Regions from separate parts of the Mus musculus genome. Here region 1 is linked to region 2. The links are chromatin contacts, called in public HiChIP or PLAC-seq maps. All regions are on one chromosome and are shown on one strand. The core of a region is the stretch at or near the end of the contact, and the rest is flanking DNA. Distances in the headings are between cores, read along the strand shown. Region 1 holds the start of Tmem30b (transmembrane protein 30B). Region 2 has its middle 28 kb from the start of Six4.

Evidence for each region. HiChIP or PLAC-seq counts read pairs in DNA pulled down with a chosen protein or histone mark.
Region 1: an H3K27ac HiChIP or PLAC-seq map of embryonic stem cells shows a contact between it and region 2, with 12 read pairs. The contact joins the promoter of Tmem30b here to the enhancer-like site in region 2. A contact is called at or near these places in 3 of 39 promoter capture datasets (cranial neural crest, hippocampal neurons and liver), 1 of 15 datasets of contacts at CTCF or cohesin (the NIH/3T3 cell line) and 10 of 115 datasets of contacts at active chromatin or transcription factors (the NIH/3T3 cell line, craniofacial prominence, embryonic basal ganglia and 3 more).

What each region holds. Positions count from the first base shown.
Region 1 is chr12:73,543,056-73,548,769 of GRCm38.p6, reverse strand. It overlaps Tmem30b (transmembrane protein 30B), which reads left to right and starts at 2,375. Exons shown (of 1, transcript NM_178715.3): 1 at 2,375-5,656. The coding sequence starts at 2,431. The coding sequence ends at 3,492. 2210039B01Rik (RIKEN cDNA 2210039B01 gene) reads right to left here and starts at 287. Exons shown (of 4, transcript NR_044985.1): 1 at 199-287.
Region 2 is chr12:73,082,451-73,088,447 of GRCm38.p6, reverse strand. No RefSeq gene overlaps it. Among named protein-coding and RNA genes, the nearest start is that of Six4, 28 kb to the left of the region's middle. Within about 2 kb of position 2,002, at least 13 of the 459 cell types and tissues checked have an H3K27ac peak or open chromatin away from gene starts, as enhancers often do. A contact at or near this core is called in embryonic stem cells, where this site is marked.

The DNA.
Region 1 (5,714 bases), core at 1,126-3,625, 460 kb before region 2:
CTAGATGGAGAGTTCAGGATAAGGAGTGGGATACAGCAGCCAGGAGGGCCCTGGACCAGGTAGGGACTGCAGAACTGCGGGGAGAACCTGGTGGCCAGGTCTGTGTTGCTATGTTAAATGGGCACCTGTCTGCCTTGTCCTGGGCTGGAGACCTAACACATCCGGCTTGACCTTTCTGTTGTGTTTAATCCTACTGACCGTTTTATGCTCTGAAACCTCCACCTCTTTCTGCTCTGGCTTCCCTATCCGTGAACGAGTGTGCTGCTGCCTTTACACCATCCGGGAAAGCTCTGAGTTCCCCGTGTGAGCTTGCAGGGTGTGGTGGCCGTGTGACTGTAGACTTAAGATCCATTAGATAAAGTCGTGAGAACTGGACTCCTTCCTGCAGCCAGGATCACACAGAAGGGTGAATCAATGACATGGGGTGGGTGGAAGTCTCCAGAAGGGTAAAGAGATCTGTCTATTCTTTTATTAAAAGATTAAAAGTGTTAGGGAAACTTTTTGACCCTTTGGGATTCGCTTTTGTGGGGTAGAGGAATAAAGGTAGAAGTGAGGACAGCTGTAGCATTCTCTAAGTTAGCACTTCCAAGCCATAGTCAGTCAATGGAACAAAATCAACCTAACGTCACTCTCATCCACATGTGATGTGACCACATGCCAGCTACTGGCTATTCTGTTCTTATTCCTATGTACTACGTGCCTGCCTCAGGTTTCTATTCCTGTGATAAAATACCAGGACAGAAAGCAACTTGAGAAGGAAGGGCTTATTTCAGACTACACTTCCACACCGCAGTCCATCATCAAAGAACTCAGGGAAGGAACCCGGAGGCGGGAACTGAAGCAGAAGTCATGGAGGAACACTGGCTTGCTCAGCATGCCCTCATCCCTTCTCCATGACCTCCCCGCCCAGTGGGGGCTCCGCCCACCGGGGGCCCCGCCCACATCAATCATCAAACAGAACAACACCCCTCCGGCTTGCCCACATCTTCTCCATGTGGTTCCTTCTTCTCAGATAACTCTAGTACAAACAAACAAACAAATAACAGCCGGAGAGTGCCTTATTAGACTACTAAGATTCCAGTTTGGCCTAATTGCCATTTCTTCTACATTGTTCGGCACAGGGCTGAAGACTTGGAAGACAACATTAAAAATATTTCCAACAGCTCTTAGTTTTCCAAGTCTCTTTGGATTTGGATAAACGGGTATGCACGAATAACAGAGAAAGCACTTAAGCTATTCACACTGTATGAGCTGCAGGAGTGTACTTCTGTACCTAAGGAAGATTCCATGCATAGCCCCCTGTGCCCTTGTGTATTCTAACCAACCCCGAGACAAACAAAAACAACAAACAAACCAGCCCCAAGGCCCAGGCTGGTTGGAGTTTTCATACAGCCTATACATCCTTCTAGTTCAACTAGGACCAAACACGCAAATGTCCTTGGCTGTGGATATCAGCGAGGCCCTCCAGGGCCTTGGGTCGGGCCTTTCTCTAATCAAGAAGATCTGAAAAGAACATCACATTCAGGCCACAGCATTTTTTTTTCTCATTGGTGGTTCCTCCCACCAGCTAGAGAAGACATTCAAAGGCTGCAAACTCTCCCAGTCATTGATTCTTAATAAATCATTTTATTTTTACAGAACTTTTCACCTTTTGTAGTTATTAAACCAGACTGGAGCATTTGGCTAGGAACTAATCCCCCCCTTACATAAAAAGGGGAGAATAAGAACTCCACGTTGAAATTGATACAGCTACCACAATGTAACTCCCAGGGCACTGTATTTTGTGCTTGAAAACTAAGTGAAACCCTACTTAAGACTCACCCTTTTCCTTAAATAACGAGGATTAACAGCCTTAACGAGGTAATAAATAATCAAGCCAACAGAACCCCACCCTGGAGCAAGCTCTGGGGTGGAACTTTCTTGTTTAAGTCAGGCTTGTGATCTGGGGAAAGTTGCTCGGGCCCTGTGGAAGGAGACAGGAACCTGACCAAAGAGATGACCCACTCTGAGCCCATCACTTGCCCACGGAGGAGCGGGAGAGCTGGGAGGAGGAGGGGAGGAGAAGTGGGAGGAGGGAGAGAAGGAGGAATAGAGAGGAGGAGGAGTCAGACAGGGAGGATCGAAGGGCCAGAGCCTGGTGTGGTGAGGAGCCTCGCCCTGCTCACCTGGGAAGGGCGCCATGCAGGGGCGGAGCCAGTCCCAGGTCACCTGGGCGGTGGCGGAACTGAGCAGTCCCGGGGCAGAGGCAGCGCGCCCCGCAATCGGCCTCACCTGCGTGGGGGGCGGGGCTGGCGCACCTGCGCGGGCGGGCGGGCTGGGGGCGGGGCCGGGGAGCAGCCGTCGAGCTGAGCAGGCGAGCGGAGGCGGGAGGCTCGCCGCTGATCCTGGGTTGAGAGTCGGCGGCCGCAGGCCCCGGCTGAGATCCCCGCCATGACCTGGAGCGCCACGGCGCGGGGCGCGCACCAGCCCGACAACACCGCCTTCACTCAGCAGCGCCTCCCCGCCTGGCAGCCGCTGCTGTCGGCGGGCATCGCGCTGCCGCTCTTCTTCTGCGCCGGCCTGGCGTTCATCGGCCTGGGCCTGGGCCTCTTCTACTCCTCCAACGGCATCAAGGAGCTGGAGTACGACTACACCGGCAACCCCGGCACCGGCGATTGCTCGGTGTGCGCCGCCAAGGGCCAGGGCCGCGCTCCGCCGCCCGGCTGCGCTTGCTCCTGGAGCTTTACGCTGCCCGAGCTCTTCCCGGGCCCCGTGTACCTCTACTACGAGCTGTCCAACTTCTACCAGAACAACCGGCGCTACGGCGTGTCCCGCGACGACGCGCAGCTCAGCGGCCTGGCCAGCGCGCTGCGCCACCCGGCCAACGAGTGCGCCCCCTACCAGTTCCGCTCCGACGGTCTGCCTATCGCACCGTGCGGCGCCATCGCCAACAGCCTCTTCAACGACTCCTTCTCGCTCTGGCACCAGCGCCAGCCCTCGGACCCCTTCGTCGAGGTGCCGCTCGATCGCACCGCCATCGCCTGGTGGACCGACTACCACGTCAAGTTCCGCAACCCGCCGCTGGTGAACGGCAGCCTGGCGCTGGCCTTCCGCGGCACGGCGCCGCCGCCCAACTGGCACCGGCCGGTTTATGAGCTCAGCCCGGATCCCAACAACACCGGCTTCATCAACCAGGACTTCGTGGTGTGGATGCGCACCGCGGCGCTGCCCACGTTCCGCAAGCTCTATGCGCGCATCCGCCAGGGCAACTACTCCGCCGGTCTGCCCCGGGGCACCTACCGTGTCAACATCACCTACAACTACCCGGTGCGCGCCTTCGGCGGCCACAAGCTCATCATTCTTAGCAACATCTCTTGGATGGGTGGCAAGAACCCTTTCCTGGGCATCGCCTACCTGGTCGTTGGCTCCCTCTGCATCGTCATGGGCTTTGTCATGCTGGTCGTCTACATTCGCTACCAGGACCAGGACGACGACGACAACGATGATGAGTGATCCTGCTTCCCAAGAAACCCTGCCTGCTTCTTGGCCAAGCCGCTTTTAGCGGTGGCCTTTGTTCCTAACACAACTTCAGGCCCACAGATCTGTTGTGGAAGATGGGCCTGGTGAAGGGAATTACCCGCCACGGGACTGTTCTCAGGTTCTGGACTGCAGAGTGACACATCTTGCCATTTTCCCCATCTTCTCCATGGCTTACCGACTTGACACGCCAGGTCCTTAAGATTCCTGGATTGGAACTCATTAAGACCAACAGCCAGGATCCCGATTTTGAGCCTAAACTTTTGTTCCTTCCTCTAGGCACACCTCCCTCCGCTTTCTGGGAGGGAGATATCAGATGGGGCGGGGAAGTGTTGGGATGGCAAATGATACCCGCTGATTGCCCGCAGAGGCACAGAGGAGCAGGGAAAGCATATTGGTTAAGATTTAAGTCGATGACGAGGCACCAGGCCCCTCAGGTTCTGACACAGTAAGGCCAGGATGAGCAAGCTTCTCTGGAATCCTTGTGCCCTTGAATTGGAATCTTGAGCCAGGTTGGGCCTGAAGTACTCACCTGAATTCAGTTTTACCTGTAATAATTTGTTCCCGTGAACGGTGGCAATCATAGTGCTCCTGTTTGGTCCTAAACACATAGGAAGGAAGCTGGCAATTTGTGGAATGAGCAAGAAAACTTGCTAGGTCTAGGAAAGTGCAGATCTGCAGGGCAGAAGTGCGTCATTAAATGTAAAAGCAAACTTAAGAAGACGCCGTGTAAAAATCTGAAAACGCAAGAGCAGTCTGCATGGCTCAGGGGCAAGTGTTTTAACCTGAGAAACCCGACTGCAAATGATCTTAGTGGGAAGCAGTTTCCTTGCAACCCTGAGGGACCGAGTTTTGCCTTCTTTCTCAACACCCCACCCCCACCTTGAATCATGCTGAAGGGAATAATTTAACTCATTTGTATTATCTTCACAAAGAACTATCTTAAACCCAGTTTCAACTCTCAAATGAAACCCATTTCTACTGATCACGTTAAAGATTGATAAGGAATATATTCTAATATGCAAAATAGACTCCCAATTATTTTAGCCTTTAAGACAATGCTAAAATTACTCAGCTGATTTTATCTGATTGCCTACAATTGATACAAAGCTAGTCTCAGAGGCAAGTGGGACATTTTTATTTTATTTTTATGGAACAATAATTTCAAAGAAAATTAAAAATAAAATTTCCCATGATGCTGTCTTCCAGGTTCCCTGAAGAAAAGTTCCTTGGCATTTGTCAGGGTCCTCTGGGCTGGCTCCCTAGTGCAGTCATTTTCTTGGTTATCAGTGAATTTTCATTCCTCAAGGGCAGCAGAGTTGTTGGAGTATGTTGTATGGCGGTCAAATGCTGAGTTACAGTGATTCTTTCCATCCATTCTATTATTCTGTCTTGGTTAATACTTATTTTTGGATGAATAGCGTGCCCGTCTAAGATAAAAAGTGACTTAATATAATCTTGTCTCATCTTTATGTATATCAAAACATTCTTTAGCATTTCCACCGTGTTGATTGTCTGACTTCTGAATGTGATAAAATTTAATATCAGGTCACATTTTGTGATTTTTGACTATGAAAAGCAGAATGTGGCGTGTACTTTAGAATGTTTTATTTATTATAAATGCTTGGTTGATCAGCCCTCCCCTGTGTCAGGTAAAGGAATTTGCTTCCTTTTTTTCCCTATACAGTTGAGGGTAACTATATTTTACTATCATTTTGTAGAACAGTAGTCTTTTGTTACTAACTTTTATGTGAGACCATGAAACTTAAAATCCTGTCATTAAATTGTAGTTCCAGGCCTTGTTTTCAAGGTTTTTGAAAGAGAATAAAGGTTGTGTTTGACTTTCTCTGTTATCACATTACTTAGTTCTTTTGAACTATGATCTTAAAGGCACAAACAGTACCAGCCATTCGCCTCCTATTGCCAGCACATTCATATTGTAGCCAGAGCATCACCGTTCAGAATGGTGTCCAGTCAACACGAACTCCGTCTTTTATTGCTAACTTCTTAAAACAGAATTTGAACTTACGTCAACATCCTGTGTTTGGGTGACATGATCCTCAATTATTGTCTGAATTTGATAAATGACAGTGTGTTTTCAATTTTAGTATGAAAGGTTATTAAAGAATATGATCATAGCAGCCTGCCGCTCTGCATTTCACTCAGACTGTAAATTACAACTACCTGTCAGTATCTGA
Region 2 (5,997 bases), core at 753-3,252:
GAGTTGGAGGCCAGCCTGGTCTACAGAGTGGAACAGCCAGGGCTACACAGAGAAACCCTGTCTCAAGAAAACAGAAAAAAAAAAAAAAAAAAAAAAAAAAAAAGAAGAAGAAGAATGGAAGGCAAGCTTTTTTATAGCAGTAGCAGCAAGGAATCGGAACCCATCTATCCATCTGTTGTCTGAAGGTGTTTTGTTTTATCATCCCACGCTGTGCAGAGAGGCTGCTGCACAATTTGTTTCTGTTGACATAGATTCTTCAACTCTATGATAAACTCTTGATGTGGTCTTAAGGAAGCTAGTGGTAAATTATATTCTAATTTGCCAAAGTCAGGATGGATCAGAAGAACCAGAGTATATCTCATGCTAATACTTAAGTAGTAGAAATTTTTACATTGTCGCTCATTAAATTCCAAAAACTCTGCAAGGTCTCTGTCGTCTCCTCCCATTGCATAGTTGAACACTCAGACTAAAATTCAGAATTCTGATTCCTGACTCATTCCAAAGATGAGTAGAAGCTCCAAGATTTGAACCTCTATCTCCCACCTCCTAGGGCACTCTTCAGTCCAGAAACACTTCCCTAGGGATCATCCGCATGTGTCAGAGGGTGAAAAGAGCTGGCCTAAAAGTCAAGAAGGGTGGGGAGATGGCCTAGTGTTTAAAGTGCTTGCTTTGCAAGGGTGAGGGCTGCAGTTCAGATCCCCAGAGCCCACAGAAATGCCATGTGATTCCACCCTTGCAAGATGGAGACGGTATCCCTGAGCAAGCTGGCTAGAGTAATTAGCTATCTCTGTGAGCTCTGGGTTAGATGTAGTGACTGTCTAAGATGGAAGAGTGACAAAGGTGATTCCAACCTCAGACCTCCACATGCTCTGCACATGCGTGCACACTCCCACATGTGTAATTACATACATACAAACACAAATACACACCAACATTCGAACATGGAAAATAAAAGGTCAAGAATATTCTACCAAAGTTTCCGGAACTACTTGATATAGTCTTTCCTTTTGTTTTATTTTGTTTAATGTGGGGTCTTACGTAGCCCACGCTGGCCTCCAGCTCTCCATCCTCCTGCCTCAGCCTGTTTCACAGGACAGTCTTGGTGGGTCTTTCTGCTGTACTGTGTACTGAAGCCGGGACTTGAGCATGCTCTGCCTGGGGCAACTCTTTCAGCCTAGACACTTCTAACAAAAGCACCTTGTCCGGCACGAGGGCTGGAAAAGGTGCGTCCTTGGGTTCCTATAGAGCAAACACAAACAGTTTTGACAAAATGGTGGGGACTAGTGATTCCAAAATTGGAATGATCTTTGGCAAAGCCAATTGAGTTCAAAAATAAATCTTAGTTTGCTTAAGATATCCTCAAATTAAGCATTTTCACTGAAAGTAAAAATTTAATTCAAAACATATGTCAGCGTAAAGCCAAACCCAGCAACTTAGGGTCATTAGCATACTTGGGAACTATTGGAATGCGTATTAAAATATTGCTCCTCTTTAAGGTTTAAAAAACGTATGTCTGAGACAAGGTCTTGCTTCGTAGCCTTAGGAGCTGGAACTTGCTATGTAGTCTGGGCTAAGCTCAAAGACTTAGAGATCCACCTGTTTCTGCCCCTGAATGCTGGGATTAAAAATGTGTGCCACCATACCTAGCTTTAAATTAAAAAAAAAAAGTCTTTGTAAAAATTGGCTCTTATGTGTAAGAATGTTTTGATATATATATGTATGTGTACCTTACACATACACTCTGGTGCCTCGTGCCCATAGAGGACAGAAGACGGTCAGGGAAGGAGTTACAGACAGTTGTGAACCTGCCATGTGGGTGCTGGGAATTGAATCCAGGTTCTCTAAAAGAGGAGCCAGTGCTCTTAATCACTAAACCACCTCTCTGTCCCCAGTTTATTTCTTCTTAAAGTTGTTAAACTAGGAAAGGATGAGGCACACCTTTGAACGTTGCATCCAGCACACTGCAGGCCTGGGCACTGGTAGAATTCCTTTACCTCTGTCTGCTCAAGGTGACAAAGTCTAGAGGTGACACCCAATCTCAATTATGCCCTCGGGTCACGTTCTCTCACCTGGGGGGTGGGGGGCATCAGGAGGTGACTCTACATGGGACAGTTGATGTCCTTGCTGGCCGTTTGTTCATCCCTCAGTCAAGATGGTCTAGGTCCTTTAGAAATATATTGAATCATAGGAAAAGGGTTTTTATGTTGTTGTTTGGTTGGTTTGGTTTTCCAGTGTTTATGCAAATTTACTCATTTTCCAGCTACCTGATCTTTTTGAAGTCCAGCGGAGCAAAGCAAGGGTGGGGACTCACAAGAGATCCTGCAACAGCACTTTCTGCTGGAGCCCCTGCTGATCTAATCATTTGCATGACTATGACTACTTCTCCAGAGACTCTAGAGAACCAAGGAGCCCGCAGAATATGCCTGTAGGAGATTGTTGTTTGCAGAGGATTGACTGTGCTTAAGGGTATTCGGCTGGAGACCCTTTAGTCTTACAGATCTCCGGACCTCCGGAGACTTCCAGCACACACCCACACAGGTGAGGAGGGGAGCTACCTCACCCGACTGATTGAGCTCTCCCAGAACTCCCAGTACTGAATAATGCTGTGGTCCAAGATTGTACACACCCTTAAGTTCTCAGAGAACCCAAAAGATTTGAACACGCTAAAATGTTTTGTGAGTTCTACCACTAAAATTGTAGGATCAGATTTAATAAGTATTTGTAGTTATCCAACCTAACGAGAGAGTAAAAACAGGCACACTGTTAGAGCTAGCAATTAGTAGACCCCAAAATCATCTACAGTGAGTTGAATGAGATTGGTCTCCACAGGCTCATGAATTTGAATACTTGGTCCCCAGTTGTTGGAACTATTTGAAAGATGAGGAGCTGTAGTTTTACTGGAGAAAGTGGGTCACTGGGAGTGAACTTTGGGATTTCAAAAGCCCATCATGCCATTCCTTGTGTGTCCCCCACCAACCCACCCCCAAGCCCATTCTCCCACCCTGGAGTCCCTCTGCTTCATGTGTTTAAACGCTGTGTAAGCTCTCAACTTTTGCTCCAGTGTCATGCTTGCCCTGATTGCTGCCATGCCTCCCACCATGATGGCCATGACTCTAGTCCTCTGGAACGGTGAGCCCCAATAAACTCTTTCTTCTATAAATTATCTTGATTATAGATAGTGTCTCTTCACAGCAATAGAAAAGTAACCAAGACATCATACATTTAGACTTTTTTTTTTTGTTTTTTGAGACAGGGTTTTTCTGTGTAGCCCTGGCTGTCCTGGAACTCTGTAGACCAGGCTGGCCTCGAACTCAGAAATCCACCTGCCTCTACATTTAGACTTTTTCTGTTTTAAAGATTTACTAAAATTGGATTAGCAAACATTGTGCTGGTAATGTATGCCGCTCAGTAGCACCATATTTCTTAGCATATTGAAGGCCCTGTGCCTGTATGCCTGTGTGTGTACTGCTGTGTCTGTCTGTGTGTGTGTGTGTGTCTGTATCAGTGTGCATGTGTTCACACATAGCCTCCTGGGTTTTAGGTCTGTCCTCTGTAGACCTAACCTTCAGCCCAATACTCCACTTGGGACTTGGTGGGAGGCAGGTTATCCTTTAATTATCTGTCACCTTTTTCATGCTCTGTTATGAAAACTAAATAAGGAAAAATAGAGTATTAAGCATACAGTATTGCTAAACAAAATACAGCACAGCCCCAGTGACAGTCATGTCTATGCTCATAGAAAGCAACTTATAGAGACATGTACAGTAATATATTTTTCCAGGTGTGGTGAAGTGTGCCTTTAGTCCTAGCACAGGGAAGGTACAGTCAAGTGGATCTCTGTGAGTTTGAGACCAGTCTGGTTTAAGACATAAGTGAGTTCCACACTAACCGGGGTCACATAGTGAGATGCTGCATAATAAATGAATAAAATAAAACCAAAAGTAAATGCATTAAAATAATAGATTTTAAATCTCTTTTAAATATTCCCATCCTTCAAACATGTATAAGGCAAAGAATAATTCAACTGGGAGGACTCAGTCTCTTATTGGTGTCCTGTAAACATTTTGCTCAAGTATTGATTCTCTTTGCATTTGAATCAATTTTAGATCTTTATAATAGCTAATCAAAAAACTAGTGGCCCTAAATTAACACAAGAACACAAATCACAGACATGGAGTACGTATTGAAGTCAGATAGCAGGTAATTCTTGTCTTTTAGTTCTTTGAGGTTATTGATCAAGCCCAATGTAATTTCTCTTTCCAAATGGAATTCCAGCTCTTATGTAGGAGTAAGGAAGTTACAACATCCTCTGGAATGGCCCATCAGGCCTTCCTGACTCGGTTAAGATGTCAATTGAAAAGAGGAAATGAAAATTAAATATTACAGCTGAGACACAGATGAGAAACTGGAGAAGCTGATCAGCCTGTATTTTGATTACCACAACATTTGTAAAGACTAGACAACTGACCTGCATCTGGGAATGACAGTTATTCTGGTAAAAAGGAAGGAAATGAGCGATCCCATGAACATTGTGATGTGGTTGAAATCTATCTGCGTCTAATCTAACGGTGCTCCAGCTATGTTGAAAATCTTGATCTGTTTTGAAGGTTCCAATTTGACAGAACTTTCTTCCCTGTCAGCACTCAGGAAAGTCTTTGAAGTGGATAAAACTTCTACAAAAGAAGGGAGAGGAAGCAATGCAGTGACTAGAACCCCAAACATCTTGTAGAATTCCCAATTTTCTTTTCTACAGACATAGTCTCCTTCCGGCGCGCACGCGCGCACACACACAAACACACACACACACACACACACACACACACACACACACGCATGCGTGCATGGCCTGGTGTCTGCAGAAGTTAGAAGACATCAGATTTCCAAGAGCTGGAGTTATAGATGGTTGTGAATCACCACTTGGGAACTGAACCCAGATAATCTGTAAGATAACAAGTGCTGTATACTAATGAACCAACTCTCCAGCCCCTGATATGCTCATTATAGGAGAGATTATCAGTGGATCCAAGACTGGAAGTTGGTCTCCAGTAATGCCAACCACATCCTTACTGTGGTGATTGTAGCAGGCAGAGCCTTTCCCTCCTCAAGCCTTGTCCTTTCTCCTCATAACTGATAGAGAGTGGGCCACAATTAAACTGACAGGAATGATCACATGTTCACTCTTCAGCTGAATTTCAGTGATCAATATGTTTACAGGAGGCTGAGTCACCCAATCATGCTGCCCCCTGATTCCTTCATAGTTTTACCAAATTTATTCATAAAACGTGGTTAATTACACTTGCCAATAATTATCATTGGCATTTATCGTTATTGGCTTATTCATCAGACAAAAGCCGACTAGGACTGGGATGTAGCTCAGTGGGAGATCACTTACCTGGGAGATGTAAAATCATCCGTTCTGAGGCTCTGGCTTGGTTTCCAGCATAACAAATAACAAATGAACAAACAAACTAATAATTCAGAACCCACTAATAATTCAGAATCCTAAGGAATGAATGCATCTCCCCTGCTTGACCTACAGTTTGGCTTTGTTATTGTAGGTTTGATACTGCTGTTGTTTGTTTCTGTTTTTCCCTTTCTTGCTTATTTAAGTCAGGGTTTCTTATTTAGTCTAGTCTGGACTGAATTAATAACCCTTCTGCTTCACCTTTCCAAGTGGTCGGTTTACAAGTGTGGACCACTGCATCCTGTGCTCTAACAGCGCACCAGGAAGAACTGCCTTCCTTTGCTGTGGTATTTGGAAATGTGCTCATCTTGATCATATTTGTCCCTAACACCTTAAAGTGAGTCCTGTCATTCATTTGTCTACCCACATACACAACACCCAGCTCTAATTCAGGGCAAAGAAAAAAAAAGAGCCTTAGTTCACAAAAAGAAAGAAAAGTGACATAGGTCATGAGGAAGAGCTGTCGGTTGCTTAGTGCAAACAATCAAAATAAACACCAGAAGAACTAATCAAGCATGGAAACCTAATTTTTA